Linked DNA regions of Xenopus laevis: region 2 is linked to region 1. Evidence: chromatin contacts called from public Hi-C data. All regions are on one chromosome and are shown on one strand. The core of a region is the stretch at or near the end of the contact, and the rest is flanking DNA. Distances in the headings are between cores, read along the strand shown.

Evidence for each region. A called contact is a pair of places that touch in the nucleus more often than the background predicts.
Region 2: a contact with region 1 is called in a Hi-C map of the XTC cell line, with 3 times the contacts expected there. The contact joins two enhancer-like sites. A contact is called at or near these places in 3 of 4 Hi-C or Micro-C datasets (the XL177 cell line, the XTC cell line and animal cap).

The regions. Positions count from the first base shown.
Region 1 is chr5S:11,764,513-11,770,287 of Xenopus_laevis_v10.1, forward strand. It overlaps coq8a.S (coenzyme Q8A S homeolog), which reads right to left. Exons shown (of 15, transcript NM_001097842.1): 10 at 5,543-5,636; 11 at 2,792-2,933; 12 at 438-545. Among protein-coding and RNA genes, the nearest start is that of coq8a.S, 46 kb to the right of the region's middle. Within about 2 kb of position 2,464, at least 1 of the 7 cell types and tissues checked has an H3K27ac peak or open chromatin away from gene starts, as enhancers often do.
Region 2 is chr5S:11,817,425-11,822,611 of Xenopus_laevis_v10.1, forward strand. No RefSeq gene overlaps it. Among protein-coding and RNA genes, the nearest start is that of coq8a.S, 6.9 kb to the left of the region's middle. Within about 2 kb of position 2,102, at least 1 of the 7 cell types and tissues checked has an H3K27ac peak or open chromatin away from gene starts, as enhancers often do.

The DNA.
Region 1 (5,775 bases), core at 1,214-3,713:
ACACAGCAGCTTGTTTATATAAACTATAGTAGTACTTATCTGTTATCTACTGTGTATCCTGTGCTTCAATGGCTGCCCCCATGGCTACACAGCAGCTTTTTTATATAAACTATAGTAGTGTTTCTGAAGTAAACATCAGTTTTACCAGTGTAGCGAAACACTACATGATATTTTCATTACTTTGGTGTTCCATTAAGCTACAAAACCTGCCCTCCTCCTGTAATCAGTTCATCTGGTGGCAAACACACACACAGCATAGGGTCAAATTATTAGGTTAATATTTTGTCCCCTTTATATAAACAACCTAAGTGGCTACCACAAGGGGCCCTTGGCCACGGGGCCCACACAGTATCATAGGCTGCACATATACTAAATCCACCTGTGCTGCCATCAGTGTGTTGTAGTCTAGGCCATTGTAAAGTGTCTGTGCAAATTACCTTATGTTGCTGAGGGTCATAGAAGAAATTGGACCAGTTTGGATCAGTCTGCATGAAGCGGAACTCAAACAGTTCCCGTAGGCACAGTACAAGGATGTTGTAGCAGATCTGCAAAAAATAAATTTAATTTGAGAGGATGGTGGGGAATCAGAGAGTTTACAAATAATGTACAAATATGACTTAACTGCAGTTGTATGGTCAAAGTAACTTTAAGGGGGGCCACGTGGGACATATCTGTTCAGTGAGTTTGCTATTGCTCCTCAGCATTCAGCTCAGATTCAAAAGCAACAGATATGACCCATGTTGCCCCCCTCACATCACTGATTGGCTACTGCCTGGTAACCAATCAGTGGAAGCCAAGAGAGCTGAAAAGCAGGAAGCAGTGTTCTGTTAGACATCCAGTCATTCCAGCCTTTATACATCACATTTTGGGCTAACGAACTATATTAGAATTTTTTTTTTTTTAATTTGGAACAGTTTATTTAACCAGTTTTTATTTTTATACTGAACAATTCCTTTAAACGAAGATGTGAATGTATGCAGTAACAGTTAACAGCCTGTGCTTCCCTTAAGGCCCCCATACACTGGCTGATAAAAACTGCTGACAGACCGATCGGGCAGGGTTAAAAATCCCGTTGGATCGTTGATGCGGTCCTGTGATCCCATGCCTCCATTCTGATCTGATTGTTGGGCCCTAGGGTCAGGCCGAGATCACCCACCTCAATGTGGGCATATCTGGGAGAGATCTGCTTGTTTGGGCGACATCCCCCTGTGTATGGCCACCTTTATTCCGGCAAGGACAGCAAGAAGCAGCATTAAGACTATGAAATAGTTTTAGCATTGAGTATCTTCTATCCCATCGCTGGTTTATATCCCAGTCTGAATTCTTCCAGCCCAGAAAGTTCTAAATGTGTCCAGATAAGTCAGCGTCGTCATTTGTGGCTGAGGGAAGGGGCTGTGGTATCGGAGCTCAGGGAAGGCATGGCTGTTCTGTTATTAAGTAAATATAGAGCAATATAAAGTAACCATTCAGGATTAGAACCGATATCCAGTGCATGTTTTACCCACAACATCACAGGCGGTTGTTATAAGGAGTAAGCCAGCTCATCATCCAGATCCTTCCAGTATTCCCCGCTGTCTAGTTCCTCCCTCCCTGTTTACTGCCTGTAACTTTCCAGGTCCCTTGTGCCACATAGAAAGGAATCTATTTTTGGGAAAGCAGAACACGGCGGAGATCCAAGGTGGCAACTGTAATTTGGATCTGTCACCTTCAGCCAAGCTCTCGGCACACACTGCATCAAGGTCATCACAAAAACGATCCCATTTCTATTTCTGCGTGGAGGTTGGTCGGGTCAGACACGAGGGAAGGTCAAAGGAGGAAACGAGGATTTTAAAACGACAGTTTTCAAAGAGACGATTAATCAAATATACATTTGGTTTCAGGAAGCCTTCAGTGCTCTAAGGAAACTACAACTCCCAGCAGCTAAAGGGATATAGGAATGATGGCAACTGTAGTTCAGCAGCATTGAACTACACTGCTTGTCCGGAATATAGAGGTCTATGCTTTGGAGTAGAGCCGGGGTTACTCTCGGATCTCTCTGGGCAGGGATAGAAAAACAAAGCTATCCGAGAACCTGTTCCCGGGACAAAAAGCAATATAGGGTGCAAGAAGCATATTATATAACACAGGGATATGCAAGGGACCCCATACAAGAAGGTGGGATTATATGAATCAGGTAGATCCACAATACAAGCTGTCAGTGGGATGTTTTACAATACCATATGACTACTTTATATCAAGTTTCACTCATCGGCAGAGACGGGGTCCTGTTTAAATGCTGTTTCTGGCCCTGCTCTAAAAAAGCGCATACATGAAACAGCAGAGCTGAAGGCTGCATCTCCCAGCTAGATTAGTGCATATACAGGCTGAAGCAGGGTCAAACTGGGGGGCCCAGGGCCCACTGGGACTGCTGTCCAGTACCCCCCTCCGGTCCCTCTATTCCGCGCACGCATGGAGGTGCTCATGTGTGAACGATAACATGCTAATGCGCTGACTGTGCTGCTCAGCACACATACGCTGACAGTGCTGCGCAGCGAAGTAGAAAAGGGGTCTGGTCCTGCACGGGCCCATGAGGGTTGGGGCCCACTGGGTTTTTTTCCAGGTTTCCCGCCAGGCCAGTCCAACACTGGGCTGAAGGCTGCCTCTCCCAGCTAGATTGGTGCATATAGAGGCTGAAGGCTGCCTCTCCCAGCTAAATTAGGGCATATAGAGGCTGAAGGCTGCCTTTCCCAGCTAGATTGGGGCATATACAGGCTGAAGGTTGCCTGTCCAATTTAGAGAGATGTAGATTTACCTCATTGCGAGTCTCCTGGCTCAGACCTTCTGCTTGATCAAGTGGGAAGCCAGAGACCAACTCGGTGGTCAGGACGTGCCCAGTGCACAGTTCATCAATCACTCCGGGGACATAAAAGAAAGGATGGTCCTTCAGCAGCTCTCTAGGGTAAAAGCCAAAAGGCAGATCATTAAAGATGCCAATAGAACGTGTATTGCACGGTTACACAGTTACATACCAGTGTTTATTACAGAACATCAATAACATTTTACAAGGGGAGATGGAGAACATTAAGGGGCCTATTTATCATGCAGTGTAAAACATTGGAGAAAACATCACCGGTGATGTTGCCCATAGCAATCAATCAGCAAAAAAAAAACACCTGCAAGTTAAAAAAACCAAAAAGAACTGATTTGTTGATATGTACATCACAGGCGATATTTGCCTCCAATGTTTTACACAGCATAATAAATAGGCCCCTAAATGTATTGTTTTTTTTTTTTTAAATACCATTATCTAGAGTCATGCAGCAGGTTAGGTACCCGCAAAAACCTGCTGCACCCTGTAGGTTGCAGGTAGACTTTTCGGGAGCGGGTCAAGACGCGGGTCGGCGGTTCTTCGGGTTTGCGGGTCATCGTTCAGGTCGCAGGTCTTCCCAATAGCGCCTTTTACGCCTTTTTTCTGATCACACCTACTTCCAATGATGTCACTTCCGGTTTACAATGACAACACTTCCTGTTTCTTGATGGTCAGTGGGTCGCGGATAAGGTACTTACGGGTCAGGTAGCGGGTAAGTATGCGGGTTGCAGGTCGGGTTTAACAAATTGGTTCCGTGCAGGACTCTACCATTATCTACACTTCTCTATCTGGGGTAACAGAGCAGTCTAAAAGGCAGCCCATCAGCCTGACATAGCGGTGACCACGTTTTTTTTTTTTTTTCCCCAAAGCATTTTAAGGGAAAGGGGTACAAAAAATAAGAAGGAAGGAAGGAAAAGAAGAAATTCTTAAAAATGCATTTCCTAATATACAATCGGCAGTATATGAAGTCACATTTTAATCATGAACAGTTGAACAGTAAGACTCTTTCTATCCAGTTTCAGATGTTTTATTTATTTATTTTTTCCCAAAAAGATCAGCAGCACTCTCAGGTCTTAACTTTTGAGAAAGGCCTTAGGGTAGGCCGAAATGTAGTATCTAGATCCCTAGTACAAAAGGGAGATACACAAAATAACACATTTTTGGGTATCAGAAATACAGGTAGGTTTAAATTGCACACAATGTAAATATGTGATAAAGGGAAAAACTTTTGTACATCCAAGCACAGGAGAGATTGTGCAGATTAGAGGATATCACACCTGCCTTTCCCAATTTGTGGTATATGTTATTGTATGCCCCTGTGGTAAGATATACTGTATGTTGGGGAAACTGTCCAAAAAGTGAAGTCAAGGATTTCACAACATAAATCTACCATTAAATCTGGTAATTTGGCATTGTTACTCTCTAGGCATTTTAAGGAACAGGGCCACACGGGTGACCAGTTACGGTTCCTGGTGCTGGAAACAATACTTCCCTTGAAGTCAGCTGGGCTACAAGAATGTTGTGCTTATCTTTGGGACTCAAACCAAGTGGTGAGGGTCCCCCCATTACTGTAGGAACAGCCGGGAAACAGGTGTATATTAATTATAACCTAAACCCTAGCTGACTTACAAAGCACAGCAACAGAAATGAGCAGCAGCGACACCACACAACCTGCTACCAGTGCAGAGTTTAGATCTGCAGCTGCAGAGTAATTGTTGATAGATTAAAAATAAATACCAGCTGTGCCCCTTTCAAGGTCAGCATCTAGTAGTAAATTCCCCTCGTGTTATTTCAGCACAGTGAAATCTTAGCAGGGGAAAGCAAGCCGGTGTGATTGATACATCAGAAAGGAACATGGGATACTTCACACTCTGCAAATGAGACTTCTGAGAACTTCTTATCAGAAACCAGGAAAATCCCCTCCTGTGTGGCAGCATTTGAAGGAACAGCAACACCAAAAAATTAAAGTGTTTTAAAGTAATGAAAATATCATCTAGAGTTGCCCTGCACGGGTAAAACGGATGCGTTTCCTTCAGAAACACTACTATAGTTCATATAAACAAACTGCTGTGTAGCCATGGCGGAAGTTGAAAAAAGGCTATATGGCACAGGTTAAATAGTGGATAACACCATTATGTTGTACGGAGCTTATCTGCTGTGTAACCTGAGCCTTTTCTCCTTTGAATGGCTGCCCCAATTGCTACACAGCAGCTTATTTATTTAAACAATAGTAGTACTTATCTGTTATCTACTGTGTATCCTGTGCTTAAATGGCTGCCCCCATGGCTACACAGCAGCTTGTTTATATAAACTATAGTAGTGTTTCTGAAGCAAACACACCAGTTTTACCAGTGCAGGGCAACACTGCATTATATTTTTAATAATTTAAAACACTTTTTTATGATACTTTTGATGATACTGTTCCTTTAAGCCTGATGCAATGACTATGGACACACCGTCCCTACTGCTGCTCCTCCTCTTTCACTAAGCTGGCCTCTCAACCAGATCAGTTCCATTATAGTGTTCTGTGGGAAAAACTACTAAATAAGGGGGGGGCATGTTAAAAATGTGATTTATTTTCCCAGCACAGCCGAGTCTATTCACTAGATGCATCTTGAAATGGACCAGTCGGTAAAACAGTCACCTCTCCTATGTCACTCCAGAATCATTGTCTCACTAGGATGCAGAACTTACTTGAATTTTTTGCAACAGTCGGCCTCCCTCTTGTAGTCGCACTCCAGGGCCAATTCTCTGCTTAGCACTTCAATCAAATGCTCAGGAAATAGACCTTGGGAAAAGATAAATGGCAAACTCTAAATCAGAAAGGGTATCATGGCCTGTGCTAGCCCATAATCAATGTTTTAATACACTTGCATTTCCTTTGCATGGAATCAGTAAATATATAATTATGGCACACTGTGTTGGGA
Region 2 (5,187 bases), core at 852-3,351, 53 kb after region 1:
TCTTGACAAACTGCCAATATGGGCAGCTAAGTGGCAAATGAGATTCAAAATGTAAAGTCATGCACCTGGGATGTAAAAATATCCACTTATACCCTTAATGGGACTGCACTAGGCAAATCCATAATGGAAAAGGACCTTGGAGTCCATGTAGATACTAAACTTGGCTGTAACAAGCAATGCCAGTCGGCAGCATCAAGGGCAAATCAGGTCTTGAGCTGTATTAAAAGGGGCAGAGATTCACAAAAGGAGGGAGTTATTCTTCCACTGTATAGAGCACTATTAAAGGAAAAGGAAAAGTTAAAACTAAGTAATCCTTATCAGAAAGGTCCATCTAAATATACCAGTAAACCCCCAAAGTGGTGCTGCTCTGAGTCCCCTGTCAAAAGAAACACAGCATTTCTTTCCTTCTATTGTGTACTCATGGGCTTCTGTATCAGACTTCCTGTTTTCAGTTTTAACCTCATTGCCCTGGGCAAGAGCATGCTCAGTTTGCTTCTCTTCCCCCCCCCTCCCTTCTTTACTGTAATCTGAGCCCAGAGCAGGGAGAGACTCAGGCAGGAAGTGATGTCACACCATGTTAATACAGCAGCTCCTATCCTAAACAAACAGAGAGTTTCTAGAGCTTTTTACTCAGGTATGGTAAAGCATTCTACAGAATAAATATAGCATTCTAGCTTGCACTATTACAGCTAGTCTATTGGCAATAAAATCCCTCCGTAACTTTCCTTCTCCTTTAAGGCCCCATCTAGAATATGCCGTACAGTTTTAGTCTCCATCACTCAAACAGGACATTATTGTATTAGAGAGGGTACAGAGAAGGGCAACTAAGCTGGTAAAAGGTATGGAAAATCTTAGCTATGAGGAAAGACTGGCCAAGTTGGGGATGTTCATGCTGGAGAAGAGGTGCTTAATGGAGAAACGAACCCTTGATAAAAAAAAGCCCTACCCTCCTATCCCCCAGCCTAGCTTCCCCCCCCTCCATGCAGATTCTGTTGAGCGGAGTTCACGGCAGCCATATTATTATCTTCAGTAATCTTCAGAATGAGAAAAGGCGAATCGGCGCATGTGCAGTTGGAGCAATTTTCTGTTTCGTGACAACTGCGCGTGCACCAAAACAGACGAAAATTGGAGTAAAAATGTGGGAAATCGGCAGAAATCGGGTGCATGCTTATGAGTGAAGGGAGATCAGGGGACAGGGTCCAAAAAAATAGGGGAGGTTGACATATCTGCATTGTGAGAAGTGCAATGTCTGACTGGGCCGTCAGGACATGGACAAACAACCCAGTGGGCCCAGGACCTCGTTGGCCCAGCTGACTCAGACCTGCACGTCTGTGGAAACTGCATGTTTACCTGCCCTCCTGTGGGGGCTGGGGGGTTGTGTGGGCCCCTGAGGTGGCAGCCTCTGGACCCCCGCAGTCTGACACTGGAGAAGTCTCTACTTTGGTTTATGGTTAAAAATCCATGTATTTTGTGCAATGATGCCACCTTAGGCCTCAGTATTTACTAGTAATATCTAGTTTAGACTTTTTAAGTTCAAACCCCATGTATGGTTGTCACCTGACCTGTTATTTACTGGCCTGGCTGTTAAACTCCTGAAATGAGTACAAATAAGCAGGAAAGTATCTGTATTCCAGTCATAGTTTCAAGAATATCCAGCAATAAATACATATATACCCCAAATTTTATTCTAACTGATCCTAAGCTGGAGTATCGGAATATCAGGGAGACTAATGGCCCTAACTGGCTTTCAGGCTGAGCTTTACCTTTTCACTCCACCAAGTCTATTCTCACAATTAGACAGCCGATAAGGAAATACAATACAAGTGAAAACACTTGCACCAGTGCAGCAACCCAAAGCAAACAGTTTTTTCTTTTACACGTGGTAGACTGGTTTTTATACATGCAATGGCACATTGGCCAAGTATAAGCGTATGAATTGTATATGGATCTGTAAATGCAACAGTAAGTGAAGTATAATAACATTTGTGCTGGTTGGACAGAGGGAAGTTCATGAGCCACGCTATGTAGCAAGACTTCCAGGTTGCGCAAGATTTGGCAGGGGCGCTACCCTGAAAAAAACAGATAACAGTGGCGTTACAGAGAGGCTGTTGTGTACAGTGTTATAGGAGGGACTCTGACATGCTGCTGTTGGTTTATACCCTGCCAGGCATTGTGTTACTGCCCTGGCCTCCTTCCTCTTCAGTGGACACTAGAATAAGGACATATCTGTCCATTTTTCTCATCTTAGGGCAGGGGTCCCCAACTTTTTTTTATTATCCATGAGCCACATTCAAATGAAAAAAGAGTTGGGGAGCAACACAAGCATAAAAAAAGTTCCTGGTGCTATGATTGCCTATTATGTAGCCCCAATGTGGACTTGCAGTCTATAGGCGGCTCTGTTTGACAGTACACATGGTTTTTTTGTAACTAAAACTTGTCTCCAAGCCTGGAATCCAAAAATAAGCACCTGCTTTGATGACACTGGGAGCAACATCCAATAGGCTTTTGAGCAACAGGCTGCAGGGAAAGGCTGTGACTTAAAAGGGGACCTGTCACCCACACAGAAAAAGCTGTATGATAAAATTCCAAATGTTTATTAAAGGAGAAGGAAAGTCTTCTTCCACTTGGGGGCGCCAAATGTTAGGCACCCCCCTAAGTGATTGTATTTACTTACCTCAAACCCCAGGCTGGGGTTCTTCCAGTGAGCACCACGGAGCTTCTTCCTTCTTCAAATTTCCCAGGGCAGACACATGTGCAGTAGAACGAAATAGCCGACTTTTTAGTTCAAGTTTGGCTTTTTGCTCTAATGCGTATGCACAGCTGCGAGAAGCAAGAAGAAGCTGGAAGAGGATCGCTCCGTGGTGCTCACTGGTATAACCCCAGGCCGGTGCAGTTTTCTGCTGATAGGAGCGCTGGCACCGGGGTTTCAGGTAAGTCAATACAATCACTTGGGGTGCCTAACATTTGGCTTTCCTTCTCCTTTAAAACATCCATACCTGTCATATATTTCACTTTCTATTCCTTTATTTCTAGATGTCATTGTCCTCTTCTCATTCCCCTCCCTACTCATGGTCTATAGTTGTTTATCCTGTGTATAAGCATGTGCACTAGGTCCCCATTCTGGCGCATACATAAGATTTTGTGGTTATACAAAACATCTTAATAAGTGTCCACAAAATAACACCTGCCTGCACACTGTGATTGGGTATTTCCAAGACTGCAGGAAGCAATATTTAAATCACTTATATAGTGTAAACCAAGTTTGTGTTGCTCAGTTAACATGATAGAAAAGGATTTTTAATCCACTTCATGCTATTGCTAAAATACAGTCAGCAAAAAAGTGAAGGAAAAACTGAAACATTTATTCCTACTATTTAGAATATCATAGGTGCAATTTGTTAGTACTTATTAGTTCGACGTGATCATCAAGAAAGAATACTATTCTTGAAAAGATTGTGCTTCCTTAATTAGATATTATTTCCCCTGACCTTCCATTCATCCAACAGTAACGTGATATTATCAATGTACTGTAAACATAATGTTATGCTGAACATGTGCACTGAGATAATCGCCAAAGAGTTTTGTTGCCTTGACTCTCGGAGAGATTAGCATTGATGGGCGCACAAGCCGTCCCCGTGGAAGTGCCTTGAATCAGAAGGTAGGCTTGGTCACAAAAATGTACAAACTTCTATATATTGTTCTATACATTAAACTGCTGTAAATCAATATACTGTAAAGAAAGCTTGTCTATCTAATATTTCTATTACGGTAACTGCTATACATTGAGAGTTTTCTGCTCCAGACAGTATAGTCTTTACTACCACATACAATAAAGTTCTTCAGAAACAGACACAGTTTTACATCCGCACATTGACTGTAAGTAATGATCCACGCATTGACCTCTGTAAGATTGCAGTTATTTCGGTGTCCATGTTAGATCATTTATGGATTTTAAACTGGCCAATGTTTGTGCAATGTGCAGCTTGTCACACTGGGGGTCTGGGGTTTACCAGGGTTGCAGTGTCAGGGGCCGCCACACCCTGCCTCCACCTAGGGTTGCCTCCTTTTCTGGAAAAAAATACAGGCCTTTCTAAATATTTATCTTTTTTCCCTATTAATAACATTGGGATCAACCATTATTTTTACCAGCCGCAAGCCCCGTCTGCCCCTAAACCTTTTTTTTTCTTGTTGACTTGACACGATCGGCCAGTAGGGGAGAGAGGGTAGTGGATTGGGGTCAGCAGGGCCCACTGTGTTGTATCTCATTGTCCCATCATCCCAGCCTGACCCTGTCAATATATTTCCATAATACTTAAATCTCGGTCAGGATCAGACGGGGACCATACATGTCCTAATAATCGTACAACATGATATTATTGGTACGTGCGTGTCCAGCTTTAGACGAATGGTCATGGATAGTGGATTTCCCAAGATAGATCATGCAGGTAAAATACTAAATATTGTCTCTCAGCAAAGTTTAGGGTTGTTTTGGGCTGCCACCAGGCCAAGGCCGGGATTACAAATTTATCGGCAATGTTAAAGCCTGTGGCCTGCCCCCAGTCTGGTCAAAACTCACCTTTTTGTCAGCTTCTGGCCAATCGAGTGCTGTGACTCCGACCCCTTTAACGTCACGCCCCGCCCCATCCAATCGAGCACTGTGGCTCCATCCATTTGACGTCACGACCCACCCTTTTTGACGTCATGGCCTGCCCCTTTGTTCCTGCCCCCTCCACCGGCCAGTGGAAATTCTATTAAAAGGTAGCAACCCTAGCAAAGTTTAAAGGAGAACTAACTTCCCCCAAGATAGAGTCCCCATCCAATAACCCCCATTAACCTCCCCTCCACGCTTGCCCCCACATAGTCCACTATTTAGAAAAGTGTTGCAGAAAGTCGCACAGACCTCTCCATGCAGAGTTGTGGAGCAAAGCTCATGGGCACCATCTTTGGTATCTCTGGATGCATTCGCTAAAGGACCACCGACCTATTGCGCATGCGCTGGAACGCTCTGTAAATAGCTGAAGGGAAGCAGAGGATCTGAAGAAACCAAAGATGGCGCCCACAACCTCCGCTGTACTAATTTGGTGTGCGAGGTGTGCGACTTTCTGCGACACTTTTCTAAATAGCGAACAATGCGGGGGGAAAGCGTGGATGGGGGTGATTGGGGGTTATTAGATGGGGACTATCTTT